Regions from separate parts of the Mus musculus genome. Here region 2 is linked to region 1. A link is a contact called in public HiChIP or PLAC-seq data. All regions are on one chromosome and are shown on one strand. The core of a region is the stretch at or near the end of the contact, and the rest is flanking DNA. Distances in the headings are between cores, read along the strand shown.

What was found. HiChIP or PLAC-seq counts read pairs in DNA pulled down with a chosen protein or histone mark.
Region 2: an H3K4me3 HiChIP or PLAC-seq map of embryonic stem cells shows a contact between it and region 1, with 10 read pairs. The contact joins the promoter of E2f3 here to the enhancer-like site in region 1. A contact is called at or near these places in 1 of 39 promoter capture datasets (pre-B cells) and 3 of 115 datasets of contacts at active chromatin or transcription factors (astrocytes and embryonic stem cells).

Annotation. Positions count from the first base shown.
Region 1 is chr13:28,987,946-28,990,744 of GRCm38.p6, forward strand. No RefSeq gene overlaps it. Among named protein-coding and RNA genes, the nearest start is that of A330102I10Rik, 27 kb to the right of the region's middle. Within about 2 kb of position 1,321, at least 47 of the 459 cell types and tissues checked have an H3K27ac peak or open chromatin away from gene starts, as enhancers often do. A contact at or near this core is called in embryonic stem cells, where this site is marked.
Region 2 is chr13:29,984,668-29,987,502 of GRCm38.p6, forward strand. E2f3 (E2F transcription factor 3) reads right to left here and starts at 1,396. Exons shown (of 7, transcript NM_010093.3): 1 at 633-1,396. The coding sequence starts at 1,001.

The DNA of each region.
Region 1 (2,799 bases), core at 71-2,570:
AGTTGTTTTTTAAGTAACCTAGAAAATATTTTCATGTGTTATATGAGCAAGTAATTTAAAAATACTTGTCTGGAGATTTAATTTTTTGTTTCTAATATTATCTTGCTGTCTTAGTTAGGTTTTCTATTTCTGTGACAAAACACCAAGGCCAAAGTCAAGTTGAGGAGGAAAGGGTTTATTTCATCGTACACTTTCAGGTAACAGTCCACCATTGAGGGGAATCAGGGCAGGAATTCAAGCAGGGCAGGAACTTGGAGGCAGGAACTGATGTTGAGGCCATGGTTGGAGTGCTGCTTACTGGCTTGCTGGCCATGGCTTGCATTGCCTGCTTCAACCTAGGGGTGACATCACCCACAACGGCCTGGGACCTCCTCTGTCAATCAAGAAAATGGACCACAGGCTCTGCAGAAGGTCAGGCTGATGGGGACAACTTCTCAATTGAGGTGCCCTCTTCCAAAATGACTCTAGCATGTGTCAAGTTTCCGTAAAAGTAGCAGCACACCTACATATCCCATATACCTGAGCTGCAACTCTATCACTGCATCTTAAGCTGCAACCTTCATAGAGTTCCCATTTTGGAACAGAGTCATTTCCTGCCACAGGTCACCAGGAGGTGACTTAGAGCCTGTTTTCCACTGGGCTGTGCATGATCCAGCTGGACCAGTAATTATCAAGCCGGTTGTAATTCATTAAAAAAAAAAATCTTTCTTCATTTCCTTTTTGTATCTTTTTTCGTTGGATGCATTTCCTGCACTCTAAATTCCCTTCTCTGCCTGTTTAAGAAATGCTCTGTAGACAGTTAATAGAGTCTATTTGCATTGCATTTGTTTGTTGATTTGATTTCGCAATGATCTCTTTGTCTCTTCATTTCTAAAGCAAGGCTTGGCCTGTTTTTACCAGTCAACATGCAAATTTTTCTAGAGGCTGGCCTCTACAGTCCAGTAGCAAAAGAATTTCGGTCTTGTAGAAAATATTTGCATTTGGATGATGGGCTCCTACCACACTCGGCCCCGCTGCACCTGGATGCAAATCCAGGAAGCCTTTGCTTAGAGGCAGGCTCCAGAAAGGGGAGGGCTCAGCTGCGTGCTGTTCCATTATACGAAGAATGACCTGGTGTTCAAAACAGGATTTGGAGAAGCCTTGATTTTTGTCCGTTGTGGAGATCCGTGTATGTGTGAGGCCCTTGGAGACTGGTAGTCAAGTGTGTATTGCTAGTCTGATCTGTCAGTCACTCAGGCCTTTCCCTCCTCCGCGTCTCCCTGGGCTGCTCCATCAGGAGAGGTTATCAGGTTCCCCTCAGGCTCTTTAGAGTCACTGAGTAAACTGGAGTAAAGTCTGCTTAGGAATGTGTTTCTCAACAGCACCCAGCAACTTCCTTCCGGGAGCAGTGGTTCTCAGCTTTCCTAATGCTGTGACCCCGTTAATACAGTTCCTCAGGTTGTGGTGACCCCCAGCCATAAAATTATTTTGTTGTGACTTCATAACTGTACTTTTAGCTACTGTTATGAATTGTAATGTAAAGATCTGATATGTAGGATATCTGATCTGCAACCCCTGTGGGGGTCGGGACCCACCGGTTGAGAATGGCTGCAACTGGAGTATTCTTAAGGCTGCAGAGGAGTTATTTGCAGGCGGTTTATGTTTGCCTGCTCTGGTGCTCACTATCTAGACAAGATTGTCCTGGAAATGGGAGGCTGGTCGCTCTGTTTCTCCTCCCCCAGTGAAGTTCTTCAGGATGCAAGCTAACAGTTTCACTGGGAAGAGTAAAGTCTGAGGAGGAAATACAAGTGGGGAGTTACAGGGAGAAGGAGATGTAGTGTGCTCTGTGCCCCACTTTTTAGAGAGAAAGAGAGAGAAAAGAAGGAAGGGAAAAAAAAAGAGCTGTAATTTCCTCCAGCATTGGGCTTTGTGTTTTAGACTGTGAATCAGAGAATCATTTAGGACCCATTGCTTGCCCAAATCAAAGAGGAAGTGAAGCCAGAAGCATCGTATAAAGCACAGCCAATTACCTGAGGATTATTTTACAGGTCTGAATAGAGAGAACACGGCTTTAGAATTAGCTACGATAGCTCAATATGTTAATCCTGTGTAAAAATTAAATCAGGGTGCTCATCATACACTCTGTATTTCTCTTAATGTGGTTTTACTAAATAGGGATTTTTCAAGAGTGGCTCATGACTGCTAATGCAGTCATTATGCTGACGAAGTGTTACGCACTGTAAGAAGGAAGAAAACTGAGCTGGTTAGACATTTTATCTAATTACAATGTTCCATTAAAAAATAATAATAAAATAAAAGTGTCCAGGGGCTGGAGAGATGGCTCAGCAGTTAAGAACATTAGCTAGTCTTCCAGAGGACTGAGGTTTGGTTCCCAACGTGCTGGTGTCAAGTCATGGGCATCTGTAACTCTAGTCCCAGGGGATCCTGTGCTCTCTTCTGGTCTCTGAGGACATCAGGAGTGCCTATGTGTGGTGCATAGATAGACATGCAGGCAAAACACCCATACACATAAAATTTAATAACAGCCGGGTGTGGTGGTGCACGCCTTTAATCCTAGCACTCGGGAGGCAGAGGCAGGCGGATTTCTGAGTTCGAGGCCAGCCTGGTCTACAAAGTGAGTTCCAGGACAGCCAGGGCTATACAGAGAAACCCTGTCTCAAAAAACCAATAAATAAATAAATAAATTAATAACAACAAAGTGTCCATATGCTGGATATACTATCAAGGCTTAACTCCAAAGGTAGCTTCCTAGCTTCCTCCTCTTTCCTTCCAAGGGACTTATGGGTTTACCAGTTTTAC
Region 2 (2,835 bases), core at 146-2,645, 1.0 Mb after region 1:
CTTGTCGCAGACAGCGCGAGCCCTGGCCCACCGGGGCTCTCAGCTCCACCTCCCCCACCGCGATACCCGTCCACCTCCCAGATCCCCTTTGTTGCCTGGAGCTAGGTCCCCAAAGGTGCCAGGCACTGGCGCCCCTGCGCTCGGAGCACGCCTGCGGGACCCCCAGTCGCCCAGGGGCAGCAGAGACAGGAGAGGAGGCTTGCACGCCTCGGGTCCCCCAGTTTACATCCTCTGGGGTCCCCCACTCTCCAGTGCACTACTCCCTCCCCCACCCCCTTCTCCATCCGGGGCGTGACCCCTTCCTACGCCCGAGAAAGAGGAAGCTTCGAGTTGCAAGGGAGGGGAGAGTGGGGGTAGGGAAAAGTGCAGGAAAAGAAGTGGAGGGGGGGGGGGCGCGAAAAGTTTTGGAGTGTTGGATGTGGTTCTCAAAGAGGGACTCCCCACTGCCCCGCGTGCCTGCCCAGGCCCCCACGTCCTCCCAACGTCCGCAGGAAAGCACCCCGAGTCTAACAATAAGCACACGCTGGAAGGGACAGCAACGAGGCCCACGATGCTCAGCCTCGCGCTCCCGCCGCCACCGCTCCCGGGAGCCCGCCTCCCACCTGGGCTAGGGACGCTGAGGAGGGTATTACCGGTGGGCCACCGCCGCCGCCGCGTCCTGGTGCTGGTGGCTGCTGCAGCAGCCCGACTCTGCTGGAGGGTCCTTGTGGCGTGGTGTAGAGGCTGCTGGCGGCCGGCTCCGTGCCGGGGACACTGGGGAGAAGGGGGCCGGCGGTCAGGGCGCCACTTTGGAGGGAGGTGGCACAGGACGTGGTGGAAGGGTTCGTAGTGAGGATCTGGATGTACGTGCCCGGGGCGGCGGCGGCGGCGAAGCCGGGGCTGGCTAGCAGTGCCCTTTTGTCCATGGAGGCTGCAGCGGCGGCGGCGACGACAGCCGCCCCCTCCCCACCCCCGGCGGTCACCAGGTACTGCTCCAGGGCGGGCTGGATCCCCTTTCTCATCTCTCGCTCCTGCTCTTTTTTAGTGTTACGATATATTAACGTATTGCTTTCAATTTCTTTTATTATTTGCAGCCGGAGTTTCCAAGTCTCTCCTTCTCGCCTCCCCTCCCGGCGCTTCCGAACCCTCTCTCTCTCTTTTCTTTTTATTTTTCCGCACCGCACAGGCCCCGGGGGCCAAAAATAATCGGGGGTCTGGAGAGAGGAGGGTCCCGGCCGCACGGATATCAGGCCCCGAGGAGGGATGGAGGCGTCGGGGGCAGCCGATGCAACGGATTGCGAGGCGGTGGCGGCAGCCCGGGTGCTGCGGCCGGCAGCTGAAAAATGGCTCCAGGAAGCTGCTGCTGACAATGAATGAAGGGATACGGTTTACGCGCCAAGGTCCTCCCGCGAAACTCAGATTTCCCGCCGGCTTTTCAAACCATATTTGCATATCTCCGCCCCTCAACCCGCCGAGGACTGTTCCCACAGTCCATTGGATCCCTGTCGCCTTACTTCGGTACCAATCCTGGAGCGAGGTCGCCACTGGCTGTTTTCCATTGGCTGCCATACACCATGGTTACCGGGGTGACCCGGGCTCTATTTGCATAGAGCAACCTGACTGGCTGGAAGCAGAGCAGGCTTCTTAGGAGGTGGGGCAAAGTCCTACTCTCCCACGGAAAGCCACGCCCATTCCAGGCCCCTCCCTCGCTCCTACCCGCGGGGCTGGCTCTGATGACCTGGGCAGGGACTCTGCCTCGCAGACTCAGTGTGGATCTAGTCTTGAGCGCAAGTTTCGGTTTTGGAAATTGTCAAGGTGACACCCTCAGGGACTTTGTTTCCTGTAACCAAGCAGTGTAGTAAATGAAGAACTGGTAGAAATTCCCCTAAATATGTGTCAAAGGCAAGTTGGACCCGGCCTGGCAGGTGGAAAACTGAGCCCTTTAAATCCTGGGTTTCTTCCTTCCTGAAATCCAACCAATGACGTGAGAGCGGATCCGGAGGCCAAGGCTGATAGACAGAAGCATGTGGGCAGACAGAACCGTGGGGGTAGAAGGTTCAGCTGACGCGACTGCAGGCACACTTTAGTTCATATTCCAGATCATTCCTGGCAGCTTCATGATTAGCCCGATTTCGATTTAAGTAAAAATTAACTCTTTGTTCAGTGAACTCTGACTACAAGTATAGGTTTGAGTCTAACAAGCACCCTCTCTGGCCCAGAAACACCCAGGGGAGTTAATCAGGGCTAACCTAGAACTGATCCGCGGGTTTTTAATCCGCCATGCAGTAATCCAAAGTAGTACAGGCTTTTATGGTGACGTGGGACTTCCAGTGAAAGCTGCCTGCACTCAGCTCTTTACAGCCTCATACGCCAGGAAATTCTTAAGCAAACAGCAAACACTACAACGCAAACCTAACCCGATATGTTTTAAAAGAGGAGAAAAATGTATGCATATATATGTATATATGGAAATCAGAAAATGTCAAGGAAAATGAAATCGTCGAACTGGTTTCTATATTAAAGTAAATACTCACGGATCTTTAAAATGAGCATTGTGGGGCTGGAGAAATGGATCAGTTACTTACATAAGTGAGGGGACCTATATTTGATCCCCAATACTCACATTTAAAAAGCTAGGCATGACCGCGTGTATCACTAATCCCAGAACTGGGAGAATGAGACCTGAAAACTCATTGGGGCTTGATGGTCAGCCAGTGAAGCCAGTTGGGAAATTCGAGACTCACTGAGCTATCCTATTCTGAAAACTCAGGTAGAGAGCTACTGAGGGAGACATCTGAGGTTGACCTCTCTGGCCTCCACAGGCACGTGCATATGCACAAGCGTGTGCACTCTCAC